2 separate regions of the Mus musculus genome follow, and region 2 is linked to region 1. Evidence: chromatin contacts called from public promoter capture Hi-C data. All regions are on one chromosome and are shown on one strand. The core of a region is the stretch at or near the end of the contact, and the rest is flanking DNA. Distances in the headings are between cores, read along the strand shown. Region 1 holds the start of Kng2 (kininogen 2). Region 2 holds the start of Ahsg (alpha-2-HS-glycoprotein).

What was found. Promoter capture Hi-C pulls out the DNA fragments that hold promoters and counts their contacts.
Region 2: a contact with region 1 is called in a promoter capture Hi-C map of 3T3-L1-derived adipocytes, with 2.9 times the contacts expected there. The contact joins the promoter of Ahsg here to the promoter of Kng2 in region 1. A contact is called at or near these places in 20 of 39 promoter capture datasets (the 3T3-L1 cell line, 3T3-L1-derived adipocytes, the C10 cell line and 12 more), 1 of 15 datasets of contacts at CTCF or cohesin (the NIH/3T3 cell line), 26 of 484 Hi-C or Micro-C datasets (the BV-2 cell line, bone marrow-derived dendritic cells, cortical neurons and 12 more), 7 of 115 datasets of contacts at active chromatin or transcription factors (embryonic stem cells, epiblast stem cells, hepatocytes and 4 more) and 5 of 9 other capture datasets (adipose tissue, embryonic stem cells, liver and 2 more).

What each region holds. Positions count from the first base shown.
Region 1 is chr16:23,027,604-23,030,928 of GRCm38.p6, reverse strand. It overlaps Kng2 (kininogen 2), which reads left to right and starts at 1,828. Exons shown (of 11, transcript NM_001102409.1): 1 at 1,828-2,214. The coding sequence starts at 2,020.
Region 2 is chr16:22,890,374-22,893,698 of GRCm38.p6, reverse strand. It overlaps Ahsg (alpha-2-HS-glycoprotein), which reads right to left and starts at 1,684. Exons shown (of 7, transcript NM_013465.2): 1 at 1,372-1,684. The coding sequence starts at 1,584. All of the region lies in intron 1 of Gm30505 (predicted gene, 30505), which reads left to right.

The DNA.
Region 1 (3,325 bases), core at 579-3,078:
AAGCCTTTAGGCCAGTCACCCAGACTTCAATGGAGTGGGTGTGGCACAGCATGACCTTGAACTCAGAGACCCATGAACATCTGCATTCAAGTACTGGAATTAAGGTGTGTGCCATCACTGCCTTGCAAGCGTTTCTTTTTGTTATTAATATTTAGGACATTTGGTGGGCTTATGCGAATATAAATAGTCACTTGGGCATACCTTTTGTTCTGAACAGAACACTTTTACAGTCTGACTTTTACAAAAATTGCAATGCTTGTGACTTATACAAACTTCCTAACTGTAGAAATTCTTGACCTCAACATTCCATTGGGGAAACTAAAGTCAAAGCCTTTCACTCTGCCTTGTTTTCTCTTCAACCCCTGTCTTCTCTTGTCTTTGCTTCTGTGACGCGTGGTATTAGGCTGTTTTGGTTACGTGAAAGCTTAAGTGTCTCAGGTTTCACTTCTGAAACTTGCTCAAAATAAAAGGATTTCTGTGAAAACCCTAAAACAATCCCATTGAGGTATTATGATTTCCACATCGTTCAGGGGAAGAAACCCTGATGCGAAGGTTCTCTGACTCTGACTCATACACACATGGGCAGAGATACAAACCTACACTTGTTCACATCCGGACACACAGAAGAACACATACACGGAGACTGAGGCACACACTCAGCCAAGCATGAAACTCATGCACACTGGCATATGTGCACACACCTGTACAGACCGAGTCACATAGAAGGTCATGGGTAGAGCTACATTGGCATTCCTTAGGACCTCTGGCCCAGTGCCTGTTCCTGCTGCACTTCTATAAAGTTCCCATTCAGCACACGGTGACAGCACCTGGCTCCAGGCCTCCGGGCCTCTCAGGCAGACTCCAGCTCACACTAGAAATTCCCATCAACCACACAGAAGCCAACTTTTGAGATTTCTTTATTACTTTTATTTCTTCTTTTTCTTATTTCCTAATTTCCTTCCATCTGTCTTTCCTTTCTTTTCTTTTATTCCTTTTTAAAATTATTATTATCAGTATTATTCTGTATTTGTGAGAGAGACAGAGAAAGGATGAGAATGTGTGTATGCAGGCACACAAAAGCCACAGCCCACATGTGGATGTCAGAGAGCTCTCAGGAGTGGATGCCTCCCCGGACACCTTGGTAAGACAGGTCTCTTTGCTTTTCTTGCTTACAAACTCCAGGGTACCTAAACTTCCTGGTGATCCTCTGGCCTTCCCCTTCTGGATTAAAGTAGGAATACCAGGGTTACAATTGTGTGTCACCATCCAGAGGTGTTCTGTGAACTCCTGGCTTCAAACTCTGCTTGCCAGCCTGAGGCTTGTGAGGCAAGCACTTGAATCAGGTGAGAATCTGCTGGCCCCACCCCTTCTTCACATAGACCAATAGAACCCAGCAGAGAGGTTGGCATGGCCAGAGGCCAGACAGGATGCCCATGGTTTGTCAGATTTGCTAGTGTCCTGGGTGGAGCTCCCAGCATGTGACTGATGGTCCTGCACATGTGCTTTTCAAGAACACACCAGAGCTGACAAAACCTTGTGTCTGTACACTCCAACATGCCACAAGCAATATTGTGTGGTAGGTATTTCTACATTGTCCTCATTGTTCACGTACGCAGAGCCCTTTGTAACTGGGCCAAGAGTAGCAAGAGGATACTGGAAATGGTTGTTGGTTTTAGCTCCTTTTACTGGTTTCTGCTTTAATTCACTGTGGAGAGTTGAGCAATGCTTGAGAAATGGGCTTTGCACTCCCACATTCTTTCCAAAGGCAAACAGGTCAACAATCCCATGTTGCAATGCTCTTGTTCCATACCTGGCTGGATCTCAAGCAGAGTCCTGTTTGTTCTCTGGGAAGAGGGCACACAAGAGGTGACTTCAAGAATCTAAATAGGGGCCTAAGTGGTGAGGCAGAGAGAGCTGAGGCAGGAGAGATCAGAGCCCGGAGGCTGCCAAAATCAGCTTCTGAGTTGGTTTCCCATTCTTGGCAAAACAGTCCCTCAGTTCTAGAGGGACCCTTAAATCATGAAGCTCATTACTACACTGCTCCTCTGCTCCGGACTCCTGCTGACTTTAACACAGGGAGAAGAAGCGCAGGAAATTGACTGCAATGATGAGGCTGTATTTCAGGCTGTGGATGCCTCTCTGAAGAAGCTTAATGCTAGGTTACAAAGCGGCAACCAGTTTGTGTTGTACCGAGTGACCAAGCGCGCTAAAATGGTGAGTAACAGCTTTCCTGTGAAACCACTTGTAATTGGTGCTCTCAGGCACAGGGGTAGAGGTTGGAGATGGCCGGTCCTTAGTCTTCCTGGGCGATCATGAAAGCAGTATCCCAGGAAGAAAGAAACCACAGAAGATGGAGATGTTCAAAAGGGACAGGCATAGTGGGGAATCCAGCAATGCAGTCAGCTTGCAGCAGGGGAATCCACTGCATCTGTGAACTTAGTCATTTTCCAGACTTAAGGGAGAGTTCCCTCCTGGGATGAATACAGGGAGTAAGAAGAGAGTTGGCATTATTGCTTTGGACCAAGTATCTAGCACTGCCTGTGTGTGGCTGATTCTTTGAGGTTAATAGTAATGTTTCCACTAGCTTTCTTTAGTTTGGGGGGCAGGGAGGTTGAGCCATGGTGTCATTTAGCTTTAGACTAACCACAAACTTGCTGTGTAGCTGACAATGACCTTAAACTTTTGATCCTCCTGCCTTCATCTCCCTGGTGCTACACATACAGGCTTGTGCCCCCATGCCAGGTTTCTGTGATACTGGGGAATCAACCTCAGGACTCTGCCACCTACGCTCCATCCGGAGAACACTTTGGCAGGTTTTCTCTATATTCTTACTGCTTTGTCAGTGCACGCAGGTAGGAAAGGAATGAAAGCAGGGTGCATAGAGAAAAAACTTTCTTTAAGATTTTTTTAAAAATAAAGTTACAGGCTAGAGAGATGGCTCAGTGGTTCAGAGTACTGGCTACTCATGCGGGCAGTGGACTGGGATCAGCTCCCAGCACTTATGGTAGTCACAACCATCTCTAACTCCAGTTCCAGGGACTACAGTGTGTCTTCTGGCCATCCTGGGCACCAGGCACACATAGTATACATACATACATTTGGGCATACACTCACACTCTTAAGATAAAAATTAAGAATTTACATTTAAAAATCTTTGAATAAACAAATTTCATGTAAAAGACTTTCTTTGGATTGGTCACATTATTTCAGCATGAAAAAATCCCAATCCTTTGACGCCATGAGGATAAACAGAAAGCCCTGAGGGACACAGGCATGTGTGATTCAGAAGGTGAAGGGAAGTCTTTATTTCTCTCTGCAGCACAGC
Region 2 (3,325 bases), core at 435-2,934, 140 kb after region 1:
TTTCACCTGTCTATGTATTCCCCGTTCACACCTTGAAATGCCCCAAAGTTTGAAAACTCTCAACCCAATTTAGTTCACTGGGCATTTTCACTCTCCGGAGACCTCAGAACTACCATGGGTAGATGCACTGGGTTTATGTGCAGGGACTTCTTGATCCACTCGGGCATCCCATAATGAGCATCTCACAATCAGCACGTAGCACATGCACAGTGCTCGCTCACGGCTTTCCCTTCAGCATGTAAACTAGGCAGAGAGCCGGCCATTACGTCTTTTGCCAACTGCCCTTAAAACTCACCCAGGAAAACCGTGGTTTCAAATCAGCTGTCCCATTGTAAAGCTGGTTGTCAATCCTCACTCTGAGCATCCTGGTGTTTACCTTATTTTCCTCCTAAATCCTAAGTCTCTAGTGACACAAACTTGTTCTTCTCATCTTTATGTTAAGCTGAACCGTATGGAGTTTCCAACTTTGCATGTTAAAAGCAGACAAATAGTCGGTGACACATGCCTATGATTCCAGGAGCCAGGAGGCAGAGGCAGGTGGATCTCTGTGTGTTTGAGGCCAGCCTGGTCTACATAGTAAGTTCCAGGACAGTCAGGGCTACAAAGAGAAACCTTTCTGTCTCAAAAAGAAGAAGGAAAGAAGGAAGGAAGGAAGGAAGGAAGGAAGGAAGGAAGGAAGGAAGGAAGAAAGGAAGGAAAAGAAAGAGAGAAGAGAAAGAAGAGAAAGGAAGGAAGGAAGGGAAAGAAAGAGCAAAGAGAAAGAAAGAAGAAAAAGGAAGAAAGAAAGAGAAAGAAGAGAAAGGAAGGAAGAAGAAAGAAAGAGGAAGAGAAAGAAAGAGAGAAGAGAAAGAAAGGAAGAAAGACAGACAGACAGACAGAAACAGGAAAAGAAAAGCAGACAAGTATTGGCGGTTTCATAGTTTCAGTCTGTTAGCATATGAGATCTGTTGTCTAAGGAGAACATGGCTATCAGGCAGGTCTGGAATGAATGAAGGGAGGATTTAATGAAACGATCTGCATTAGATGGCCGTCACACATGGTCACTGATCAAATGCTGCTTTCCTTTTCATCAGAGATAAATGTAATCCAAGAAAGAGAAGTCATTCACAAATTAGCAAATAGGGCCCAGGTTCTCCCAGCAAGTCCCACCTTCTGCCTGTGGTCTGTGAACTATGCCTCGGGGTCCCTTCCTCTTCCCGTGGGAGCATCCTCTGTGAGATACACGGCTACAATACTGATGTGGCCTCTCCTGCTCTCTCTTTCCCAATCTCTGCTGCCATTCCATCTCCACTGGGAGATGCTAGCCTTTGAGGCACTGGGTTAGATCCCCTACCCAGATTCATTCAGCTCATTCCTGGTAGGCTCACTTACCCGAGACCACACCTTGACTTTGTCGATCTGATTCAAGACCTGTTTGAATCCCTGAAGAAGATGATTATTGAGGTAGTCCACGGCCAACAAAGCTACTTGCTCTGCTTCTGGATCATCACAAGCCAATTCTCTAAAACCCAGTCCTGTACCTTGTGGAGCGGATTGGCAGCCCCAGAGCTGAGCAAAACAAAGGAGCAAGACCAGGGACTTCATGGTTGCTCCAGAGAGGCCCTGGAAAATGGGCAAATGTCAGGAGCAGCCCGGATAATCAGCTTGGAGAGCTAGACCAATAGAGGGGCAGAGGGCCTAATTTATCTGACAGAGCCCGCCGAAGGAATTGCGTAAAGGCGTGGGACGATTTCTGTTCTGGTTCCAAATAATCCTTGCAAACAGCAGCTCTGGAAAAGCAAATAAGTTAGGACATCATCTCTCCCCAACAGATCTGCCAAAGTCAATGCTGCTGTGGGCAAAGATATTCCAAAGTCTGCCTGGAACATGGTGATAACAGCAGAGAGAGGAGGTGGCTGAGGGGTGAAATGGACATGGCCAGCACAGAGCGCAGCTGCAGTGGCGGTGGGGGTGGGGGTGAGGGTCATCCACGTGAATATGAGCATGCTTTGGCACCCTGAATATGAGCAGGATAGGGCTATAGCATGCTCTGGGTAAATCTTCTAACGTTGATGATTGATCTCCCTCAAGAAGAGTCATAGAAGAAGAAGAGAGTCCACACATGTAGCAAAGATACCGTGAGCCATGGGAGATGCTCAAGTCAGTAAAAATGATTATAGCATCGAGGGGTGTGACCGGTGTAGCTGTTTGCCTCCTCTTTTCCCTCACCCTCACCCCTGCAAACCTCACCACCAAGCCCTGCAGGGAACAGCACAGGCAGGCACTGCTCTGTGTCTTCTGTGTGGCCATTCAGCACCAGTAGCACTCTGGTCCCAGCCAAGGCACAAGTGCAACACCATGGAGTTCTGGCCTCTGAGCCATCATTTGACACGGTTCTGGGTTGGACTCCAGCATTTCAGGTTGAGGTACTGCAAGAGCAATTATGAACAAAGGTCTGCTCTGCACTCTTTGCAATCTCAACAAGAGGTTAGTGTGCCTGTGGGTTTTGACAGTCCCAGATATGATCTTCAGGAAGTGTGTGCAGGACACTGACAGGTTTCAGAAATGTCATGTAAGGACCGGGAGCCAAGAAGCCTTCACACAAAGACCATACTTCAAATACCGCGAAGTCACCGTTACATTTGGATGGATTTGTCCTGTGGTTTTTAACATTGCTTCGGGGGGGGGGGGGGAATACTTGTTACAAAAGAAGAGAAGAAAGAACTTCTGATGGAAATCTAAATGGCACCAACTTTGTAGGCGACGACTTGGTTGTGGGTAGAGAGGGAGGGTGACAGGGCAGAGACAGTGGTAGCAGGGCTCATTTTGCATTTGCTTCCAGCCACACGCACATGTACAGACCTGAATGGGAACTCCCAGTTCTCTTGGAGAGGGGCCATAACGCTCAGAGACATCTAGCTAGTCATTTAGTTTTCTATTAACCGTGTACCCATTTAATGTAAAGGCATGACATAGGAACTCTTTGAGAGAGCTAAGCTTTTCCTCAGAAATACTAAATCTGGACATTAATGGATATTTGGAAAGACAGGGATGCTTTTTAAGTTGTAAGCTCAGGCACATGAACCGCAATTTTACTCTCCACAGAGAGTATTTATAGCTGAAATGCTGACTTAAACCTTCTTTTGCGAATACCTAATCTACTCTCTTTCACATAACCCCAATTTCAGATCCTTGGATTGAAACCTGCCCTACTAAGTGTAGCTTGTCCCCACTGGGGTTAGAACAAGCCACAAATGAAAAGGGATTCTTTATGGAAGCACCTCATTAGTCAAAGGTGGGAAGGTATATACACCTCCCCTTGTTTTGTAAGAGCCTGCTCCGGAAT